Linked DNA regions of Ovis aries: region 2 is linked to region 1. A link is a contact called in public Hi-C data. All regions are on one chromosome and are shown on one strand. Each heading gives the region's core, a stretch centred on a gene start, on an enhancer-like site or on the middle of the called end of the contact. The rest is flanking DNA. Distances are from core to core; before and after follow the strand shown. Region 1 holds the start of RAP1B (RAP1B, member of RAS oncogene family). Region 2 has its middle 37 kb from the start of MDM1.

What was found. Hi-C and Micro-C count contacts between places; a contact is called where the count stands out from the background.
Region 2: a Hi-C map of tail adipose tissue shows a contact between it and region 1, with 2.3 times the contacts expected there. The contact joins the enhancer-like site here to the promoter of RAP1B in region 1. A contact is called at or near these places in 3 of 16 Hi-C or Micro-C datasets (blood, skin fibroblasts and tail adipose tissue).

Annotation. Positions count from the first base shown.
Region 1 is chr3:151,379,610-151,384,086 of ARS-UI_Ramb_v3.0, forward strand. RAP1B (RAP1B, member of RAS oncogene family) reads right to left here and starts at 1,784. Exons shown (of 9, transcript XM_060412827.1): 1 at 1,621-1,784.
Region 2 is chr3:151,586,788-151,591,129 of ARS-UI_Ramb_v3.0, forward strand. No RefSeq gene overlaps it. Among named protein-coding and RNA genes, the nearest start is that of MDM1, 37 kb to the right of the region's middle. Within about 2 kb of position 1,639, at least 20 of the 54 cell types and tissues checked have an H3K27ac peak or open chromatin away from gene starts, as enhancers often do.

The DNA of each region.
Region 1 (4,477 bases), core at 534-3,033:
TAAGTCGCTTCAGTCATGTCCGACTCTATGTGACCCCATAGACGGCAGCCCACCAGGCTCCGCCGTCCCTGGGATTCTCCAGGCAAGAACACTGGGGTGGGTTGCCATTTACTGTCCTTCAAGTCAGCAGGGCCACTGACTAGTTATCTTATCCTTCTAGGCCTCAGTTTCCTCCACCGTAAGTTCAGAGGGTGGGAGTGGATGATCTAAATAGCCCTTTCCGGCCCTAAAAAGTCCCATGACTACATTATGACTCAAATACTATTCAAGGTTCAGTTTTCACGAGTGATACCAGCTTTAAGTTAAATTAACGTCTCCCCTTTTTAAGTTACCTCTTGCTAAGATTTTGTTGAGCAAGTCCAAATAGCATTCTAATTACAAAGAGGATAAAAAAACGAATCTTCGAGTTGAAAGCTTTAAGTTTTATAAGAATTATAAATTATATTTTAGATGTTTATATAGTAGATGCTATGCTACTAGCAAAACAAAAATACAATCAGCTTGAATTTTAAAATATTAAAATCACAATCCTCATTCAGTGTCAACTTTCTACCCCGTTAAAACGTGATTTCCCATTACAGTAACACACAACTGCTCATCTTCACTCCGAACAAGAGCTGCAGGGCAAAAATGTTGTTCTAAACTAGTAAGAGGGAGCAAGCGAAGAGGAAGCAAATGGTCAGCTTAAACTCAGCAAGGACAGTCTTTTCTCCAAAAGCTATCGGTGTTTTCAGAAGGAAAACTAGGATGGTTAGATTCAATGGGGGTAGTTTTAAACAATATTCATGGCGCTGACAGTGTTAGGATTAGACACACAGAGATGTCCGAAAAAGAGAAGACGACAAACTTCCTGGATTTTCTTTCCCTCTGTAAGAGAAAGATTTCCTCTTCCTGACGATTGGAAAGGCCCCTTTAACAGTTTTTTCTCTTCGCGGTGGCTGCTGCCAGATTAGGTGGGGCTCCCTCCGCTGCCTTCCTCCTGCCACTTCCCGCAACAAATGGAGCAAACCAGCCCGGTTTCAGGCAAACTTTTCCCCTGTCAGGCTCGAGCCCGCAAGGCGCCGGGGAGTGGTTTCCCCCGAAAGCTCTCCGCCCCTGCTCGGGACTGGGGGAAGCTGAGTCTCCGCAAAAGACAACTTTCTGGTTTCCGTTCTAACTTCCACTCACACCCGGGAAGGAACCGAGGCGGCCGGCAAGGGGGCTCCGGGGCGGGGAGATGAGTCTTCCGGCGAGGGACGGCGGGCAGCTGAGAGGCAGCGGCGGCCGCGGCCAGAAAAGAGCAGGCGGGTGGGGGGGTCCTCGGGCTCTCACTTCCTCCGCCATATTTCAGACATTTGACCCCTTCCGCAAAGCGCGCTGTTCCCCCGCGGCGGCGGCTCGTCCCCGCCGGCCTGGGAGGCAGCGCGCTCGCCGCACCGGCGCCGGGCCCCAGCACCACCTGCCGCGCTGCAAGGCCGCCGTCGCCGTCGCCGCCGCCGCCGCCCCGGCCCCCTGACCGTCGCGCGCGCCCCGCCCGGCCCGCGCCGCACCCCATCAGCTCCCCTCCGCAGGCGCCCGGCCCCCGCCCCGCGCGGCCGCCGCCGCCGCTCCCCTCAGTGGCCACGCACGCACTCTGCCAACCTCTCGCGCTGTCACCGGGTGCCCGCAGCCAGCGTCGCCTCACGCTCCCTCCGGGTCGCTGCTCCCGGCGCCACGGCGGTGCTGCCGCTGCCGCTGCCGCTGCCGCCGCCGCCGCCGCCGCCGCCGCTCCGGCTGGTTTACACGCCTGACTCTGGGCGAGGTTTGGCGGTGTCGCCTTGACGTCAGGCGTTCAGCCTCGCTCTCGCTTCCGTCCGCGGGCGGGGCGCGCGGGTGCGCGGCCCGGGAAGGGGCGGCACCGAAGGGCGGGGCGAGAGAGTCGAGGGGCGGGGCCACTCTTGCCGACGCCGGGTTCCTTTCGCCGCGTTTCGTCCTCGGTGTTTCTCTTCCTTCTCCACCTTGCCCTTTCGGCCTCGCCTTGACTTCTGAGACCTTAGTGGGTTTACGCTGGTGCCAAGGGCTTAGAAACCGTCCGAAACTCAAAAGATGCCTTTAGTGCAAACTGTAGTTTAATCACCGACGCCACCAAACAGTTGGTGCTCGCGTATTCCTTTGTGTTGGGGAAAATGGCCCGAGAAGTAACAGCGCTGTTTCCACACCTAGAGCTCCCGTGAAGGTGCCTAGGCCAGGGCACAGTCTTTTTCATTCTTGAAATGGTTTCTCCTGAAAGGTCAGGTGTCTTAATCTATTACAATTCTTTCCAAATTACGCCGTCAAACTCAGTTAATCAATACATAATCCCAAACAACTTTGTACCTAAATCAACTATATGAGTGAAATAAAGCGTGTATTTAAATGCATGACTCGAGCACTCTAAAAGAATTACCTATAGGGGTCCTTATGATGTGACTACTGGGCAACAGAAAGCACTTTCTCTTCCAAAATGCCTCGTTTCAAAAAGGGTGGGGACTTAACAGTGGAATTTACCACTATTAGAGAAAAGGCTAAAATACAACTACCCTTTACACAAGATGTTAGCTGTTATAAAATGGAGTTTTGGTGGACAAAAGTATTCAAACAGCAAAGTGCAGGGAGAATTTGGGATTGGGAGGTCATTAAAGATTTATTTTTGCTTAGTCCATAGTTTAACTGGACCCTGTTATAAAGCATTCTTGAAATAAATCTTTATGAATTTTTATAAATTTGGAAGATTAGCGAAAATATGATTACTTTTACTCTTTTTAAGAATACTAGTAATTGAAAACTAAGTTAAAGGAATAGATAAGAATGAACTATAATTATCCTTGGTTTTTTTGTATGTAAGTGCTTTCTAGATTTTTCATGATTTAGGTTGATGGAATATGTTACGTATTTTGGTTATTTGTTTCCTTAGAAAATCCTTTTAAAATGGAGATTTCAAAGGCAAGTGTCAGAGCAGTCTGTAGGAATTATTGTAAATTCTGAATGAATGAATCACCAATAAACTTAAATTTATTGACCTTTCAATTATTGCAGAAAACTTTGAAAAGTCTGAAAGCCTGAAACTGAGTTCATGGGAGCAATGTTACTTGGCTATACTGCTTTTTCCTTTCTCTCTCTCTTTTTAAACTCTTCGACCTTTGGGCAATTGATTTTCTTTTTTCCCCAGAAAGAGTAGGTTTTAGAAGATTGGAGCTAGAGTTATTTCGAGTTTGAGAGAATATGTAAAATAGTTTAATTAAAATATATTTGTAAGAAAAGAAAAGAAAAACATTGGTTTTCTTCTGTTAGACTGGAAATCCAGGCAAAGATCTTTTAAGCACTGAATTCATTTTTGGGTTTGAGTTCTTGAAAGCTCCTGTCACCTTAAAACCTGCAACATGATATTCCACTGGCAGCTTTAATAAGTCATGCGGGCAAACTGAACTCATCACCTTTGTCACCAAACAAGTTTCTTCTCCTTTGTTAATTATATCATCTTTTAAATTACCTTAAATTGTCTAATTTAAATTAGACTAAATTATCAGTCTTAAATCCTGATACTCCTTTTTCTGCCTTTCCTGAAGCCATCAGTCAATTGGCAGGTCTATCAGATAGTAATTCATTTCTCCCGAGACCGTGCTGTTTGGCTTGGCGTTTCTTCTCAACTCTTGGACTCTGGGGGCACCTTCCTGCCTTGCCTGTGGCCTCCTCTCTATTCCTACTGTCATCCTTTCTACACATTGTTGCCAGATATTACCTTAAAGCTTACTAAGCAAGCCACTCTCTTCCTAAGAGAGTATTCAGTTACTCCCCTGTCCTACTAAAATTAAAATCCTTGTATCTTATTTTTCCCTTCCACTTAAAAATGGCTTACAGTCAGAGTAGACTTCTCATCTTGCCCAGCCGTAGTGCTTCCCCACCTCTCCGGTGTACAGAGGTGATTTCCTCTGCTTGGAATGCCCCTTCCTACCTCTGCCCTTCATTCAAGGTCCATTTACTTTCTCCAAGAAAGAGCATCTTTTCTGATCGTTCCAATTTAATGTGGTCTCTTCTCTACTGAATCCCCGTAACACTACTGCTCCCTTTTTTTGTCACTTATTTTCTACCTTCCTACTAGGGCAGTGGCTTGCAAACTTTTTATATAAAGCCAGATAGAAAATATTTAAGTTTTTGTGGGCCAGTTTTACAGCTACTCAACTCTGCCTTTGTTGTGCAAACAGCCATAGGATACATAAAGAATGAGTGTGACTATTTCTAATAAAACTTTATTTATGGATACTAATTTGAATTTCATACAATTCAAATATTTTTCTTTTTAAAAGTATCATTAAACATGTGAAAATTATTCTTAGCTCATGGCTGTAACAAAAACAGATGGTGGGCTGCCATTGTTTGCCTGGCTGTACTCAGGGCCAGCTTTGCAGGCATGTGATAGGGCTCTGTGCTTAGAAAGTCCCCATAATTGTTTCAGTGAGCTCTGATGTCATCATCTTGAAAT
Region 2 (4,342 bases), core at 389-2,888, 210 kb after region 1:
TTGTTTGGTGCTGGTCTGCCAGACTGATTCACGGGAGAGAAATACTAGTATTTCAGGCTGAAATCTGTAATGATTTTCATTTTCCCAAACAACATTTTGATTTCTTGCCAGTAAAAGTGAAATGTGTTTATCACTGGAAAATTGACAAATAACAGAGTAGCAGACAGAGACAGTAAGAACAGCTCATAATCTCATCATTCTTGGGCAACTTAATATTTTGGTTACAGATTTCTCACCTTTCATCTGATTTATTAACATTTTAAAATAACCATTGGGTGCTGTATGGAAAATGGATTGTAGGCAGGCAGTGTCGATGCAGGGAGACCAGTTGGGAGCCTCTTACAAAAGTCTAGGAAATAGATGCTGGTGTCCTGGGCTGAGAGCTGACCATGGAGATAGTGAAAGGTTATTGGACTGAGCACATATGTTTTGAACACAGAGACAAAGGAACCTACTGATGGACTGGATTTAAGGAAGGAAGGCATGAAAACAGATTTCTAGTCCCTTTTCTGGTGCAATGATGACCCAGGTACAGAGGTGGAGAACAATGAGAAAGAAGTGTGCGGGGGAGGCATGGTGGTGGAAACCAGGAGTATAAATTTCATACCCCAATCAAGATTTTGAGTAGGCAATTGGACGTATGGTGAGAGCTCTGGGGAAGAAGATGGGACTGGAGACTTTAACTTGAGGCTCATCAGTCTAGAGAGGATGGAGAAGAGATGACTGGTCTAGGGAAGTTAAATTCAGATGGAGAGGAAGACTGAGCACGGAGACCTGAGGGCGTCCAAAATGTATCTATTGGAAAGTAGGGGAGGATGCAGCATAGGAGATCAGCCAGTGACTAGCAGGAAGTCTAGGAGAGGGTGCAGCATGTGGTACCAAGGATAGAAGGCAGTTCAAGAGAAAAAGTGCTCCCTCTCTCTTTGCACGTACAGCACATCTATATGTTACATGTATGTACGTATGCATATTTTCACAGACTGTTTTCACATAAATATAGTTTTTTTTCATTTATCATGAGCATTTCCTCATTCTTTTAAAAAATGCTCTAAAATATTATTTAAAGTATTCTATCCCTATGGTTGTAACTTTAAAAAGAAAAAAATCCTGTGTGTACATCTTGCGTTCCTTTAGATTCAATTCCCTGAAGTGGAATTACTGGTGGATATAAACATCTGTAAGGCTTTTGATCCATGCTTCAGAAAGGTTGTACCAAGGCTGTACATTCCAACTGCAAAAAATTGAAACCAAGTAACTGGCAACAACTGTTACCATCAGTAAAAAAAGAAAAAATATACAATGCTATCTACTTGTTTTTCCCATATGTGTGACTTGATTAATGGAGGCTGAGCATACTTCAAGGTAAGGCTTCTTGTGTGCAGTCTGAGTGGTGAACAAGTTGATCCTGTACCCAAACATTTCAAATATGAAGAAAATGAATGTAAACCTCACCCAAGTCAGCCATTCAGGGCAGGAGAGCTGGGGAGGAGGAGGAAAGCTGGTTCCGGGCCAGTTTCTCTGGTGAGGGGTGGAGTAGATCTTGGTCAGCAGCACGGAGATTGTGTGGTTCCCACCGCTCACTTGCAGGGCCTCCTCCCCTCCCAGCCTGACTTCCTGTGGCCCAGTCTGGGAAAGGGCGTGGTCACCAATAGGCAGAAGTAACTCTCAGAAGCCCAGCAGTGACAGCCCAGCTGTGGTAGGTGGTGGAGTCCCTGTTGCCCCGTGAACAACTGCCCCAGTTGCCCAACTAAACAATACACAGAGGGATGCGAGGCGGATTGCCCCACGTGCAGCGTCCCTTGCTGACTGGGTGGAGCCATTTCAGTTCTGACAGGCCTGGCCTCTGGGTAGAGACCTTAAGTATCCTCCACCCAGCCTTTCTGGGCATCTGTCCAGCTGAAGTGGAAAGACCCTCCGTGTTGTGAAACTGCAGCAGGGCTCGGCATCTTTCTGTTGGTCTGCTGCATTGCAGAGGACAATTGCGCCACACTGTTAGGCTCTCCGTGTGGAAACTACAGACACTGAGGTGATAGGAATCTGAAGAATGTGTGGGACACAAAGATAGGTCGAAAATGGGAATTGTGGCAATCCTGTGTGTGCTATCTCACATTTCATAACCATGCCAATAAAAACAGGAAATATTTTTTAAAAATGCAACCCTAAAGATAAAGAGAAAGCGTCACTGTCCTTTGCCTTCTGGATGGCACTGACACACGTAATGTGTTCTGTAGTAGCCAAGAAAGAATTCCTGAGACAGAACTACCATGGAAGTTAGCACACGCTCCAAGTCCAAAGGAAACATTCTCTGAGAAGTTAAAAATGGACATAGAAAGTTTTAAATGGAAATAAGACTGATACTCAAGTTTCTTCAGATGTTTTCCTTTTGAAATTATAAAATAACACATCTCATTATAAACCAACTCTTGGAGAAATGTATAATGTAAAGCTTGTCTTCCCTTGCTCCCTCAGATGTAATTTCTGGTCTCCAATAGTTTGGTGTGTATTTCTCAGAGGTTTGTTCATGCATTTGCAAGCATTTGTGTAAGAGTATATTATATGGCTGATGTAGATAGAATATGTTTATCAAAGTGCCAACACATAGTGCTCCATAACATATGCCCAAATATATAGTTTTGAAAATGAGATTATACTACACAAATTCTGCAACTTGTCTAAAATTTTAAACCCGCTTTCTCTCTGCCTCTTCACAGGTGGTTTACTTTGATCCATGCTTTATAAAAACAAAATCTTTGTGTGCCAAAGACTACCAGATTCACTCATTCAACTACTTGTTGCCTGCCAACTATGTCTCAGGCATCATCAAGCTGGTAACTTATTCCAGTGAATTCTTAGACTGTTTATTTTCTTTGGAGAGGTATTCTACACACTGGGAAGAGCAAAGTTTTGGATCCGGAAGAGCAGAGCTCTGAAATCACATTCACTGAAGTTTTAATGTAGGTGCTGCCTTTATCTATCTGGGTGATTTTAGGCAACTTTCTTCATCTCTAAGTCTGTAAGATGAAGTTAAAAGCAAGGCAGGATGATTAAGTGAAAAGCGTATGTGAAGCATTGAGCACAATGTATAGGCATTTGACAAATGTTAGCTCCCTTTCCCCCATCACCTCTTAATTTGTCACTTTTAACATTCCACCTTTTACAATTCCACCTTTTGAATTGTTAAATGTTCTATCTCTTGAATTAGGCAATAAACTCTTATAGGTTAGAAGCCACATCTTATATTGCTTGACAAACCCCAAAGCATCCATCACGGTGCCCTGCGTGTGGGAGATGATGAATAAATGTTTGCTGTTAGATTGATTGACGGTTTCTTGACAAGGTTAAAGCTGAAGGATGTACTGCTGTCTGGAGTCAGGCACATAGCAATGAGCTTCAAAGAAGAAAATGAGCCTCAGCTCTTGGAGGAAGGCCATTGCCTAGCACCTCGGGGAGACATGGTGCTGATATGGAGGAGCAGGACGCTGGACCAGCTCTGCTGTATGGGTTGCAGATCCTGTTGGCTATTACAGAACAGTTATGCAGTCCTACGAGGAATTCCTGATCACCCCACCATGACCAAATTCATTTAGCCAAGCATTTCAACAGGCTGTCACTGTGGCACATGGATTGACGGCACATGGATTGCACAGCTGTTATTGTATGCTTACAAGGGAAATTAGGAGTAATTAATGGGCTGGGGATCAATAGCAGTACTATCTTGCAGGGAACGATTTAATTTTCTTTCTGCATTAGGGAAATGCAAAGATTTCACAGTTAGAAAAGATGGATCCGAGTCATAGATATGAGCTGCCGAATTTCTCAGCTTATATAAAAATTTTACCTTTTAGTTTCTATTCACTGTTTGAAAGGGTAATGAACAGAAGCACATGGTGGTTGTTGTTCAGCTGCCCAGTGTGTCCGACTCTTTGTGACCCCATGGACTGCAGCACGCCAGGCCTCCCTGTCCCTCACCATCTCCTGAGGTTTGCCCAAGTTCATGCCCATTGCTTCGGTGATGCCATCCAGCCATCTCATCCTCTGATGCCCTCTTCTTCATCTACTCTCAATCTTTCCCAGCATCAGGGACTTTTCCAATGAGCCAGCTGTTTCGCATCAGATGACCAAACTACTGGAGTTTCAGCTTCAGCATCAGTCCTTCCAATGAGTATTCAGAGTTGATTTCCCTTAAGATTTACTGGTTTGATCTCCTTACTGTCCAAGGGACTCTAAGAAGTCTTCTCTAGCGCCACAGTTCAAAGGCATCAATTCTTTGACGCTCCACCTTCTTTATGGTCCACCTCTCACAACTGTACATGACCACTGGGAAGACCAAGGCACATGGTGT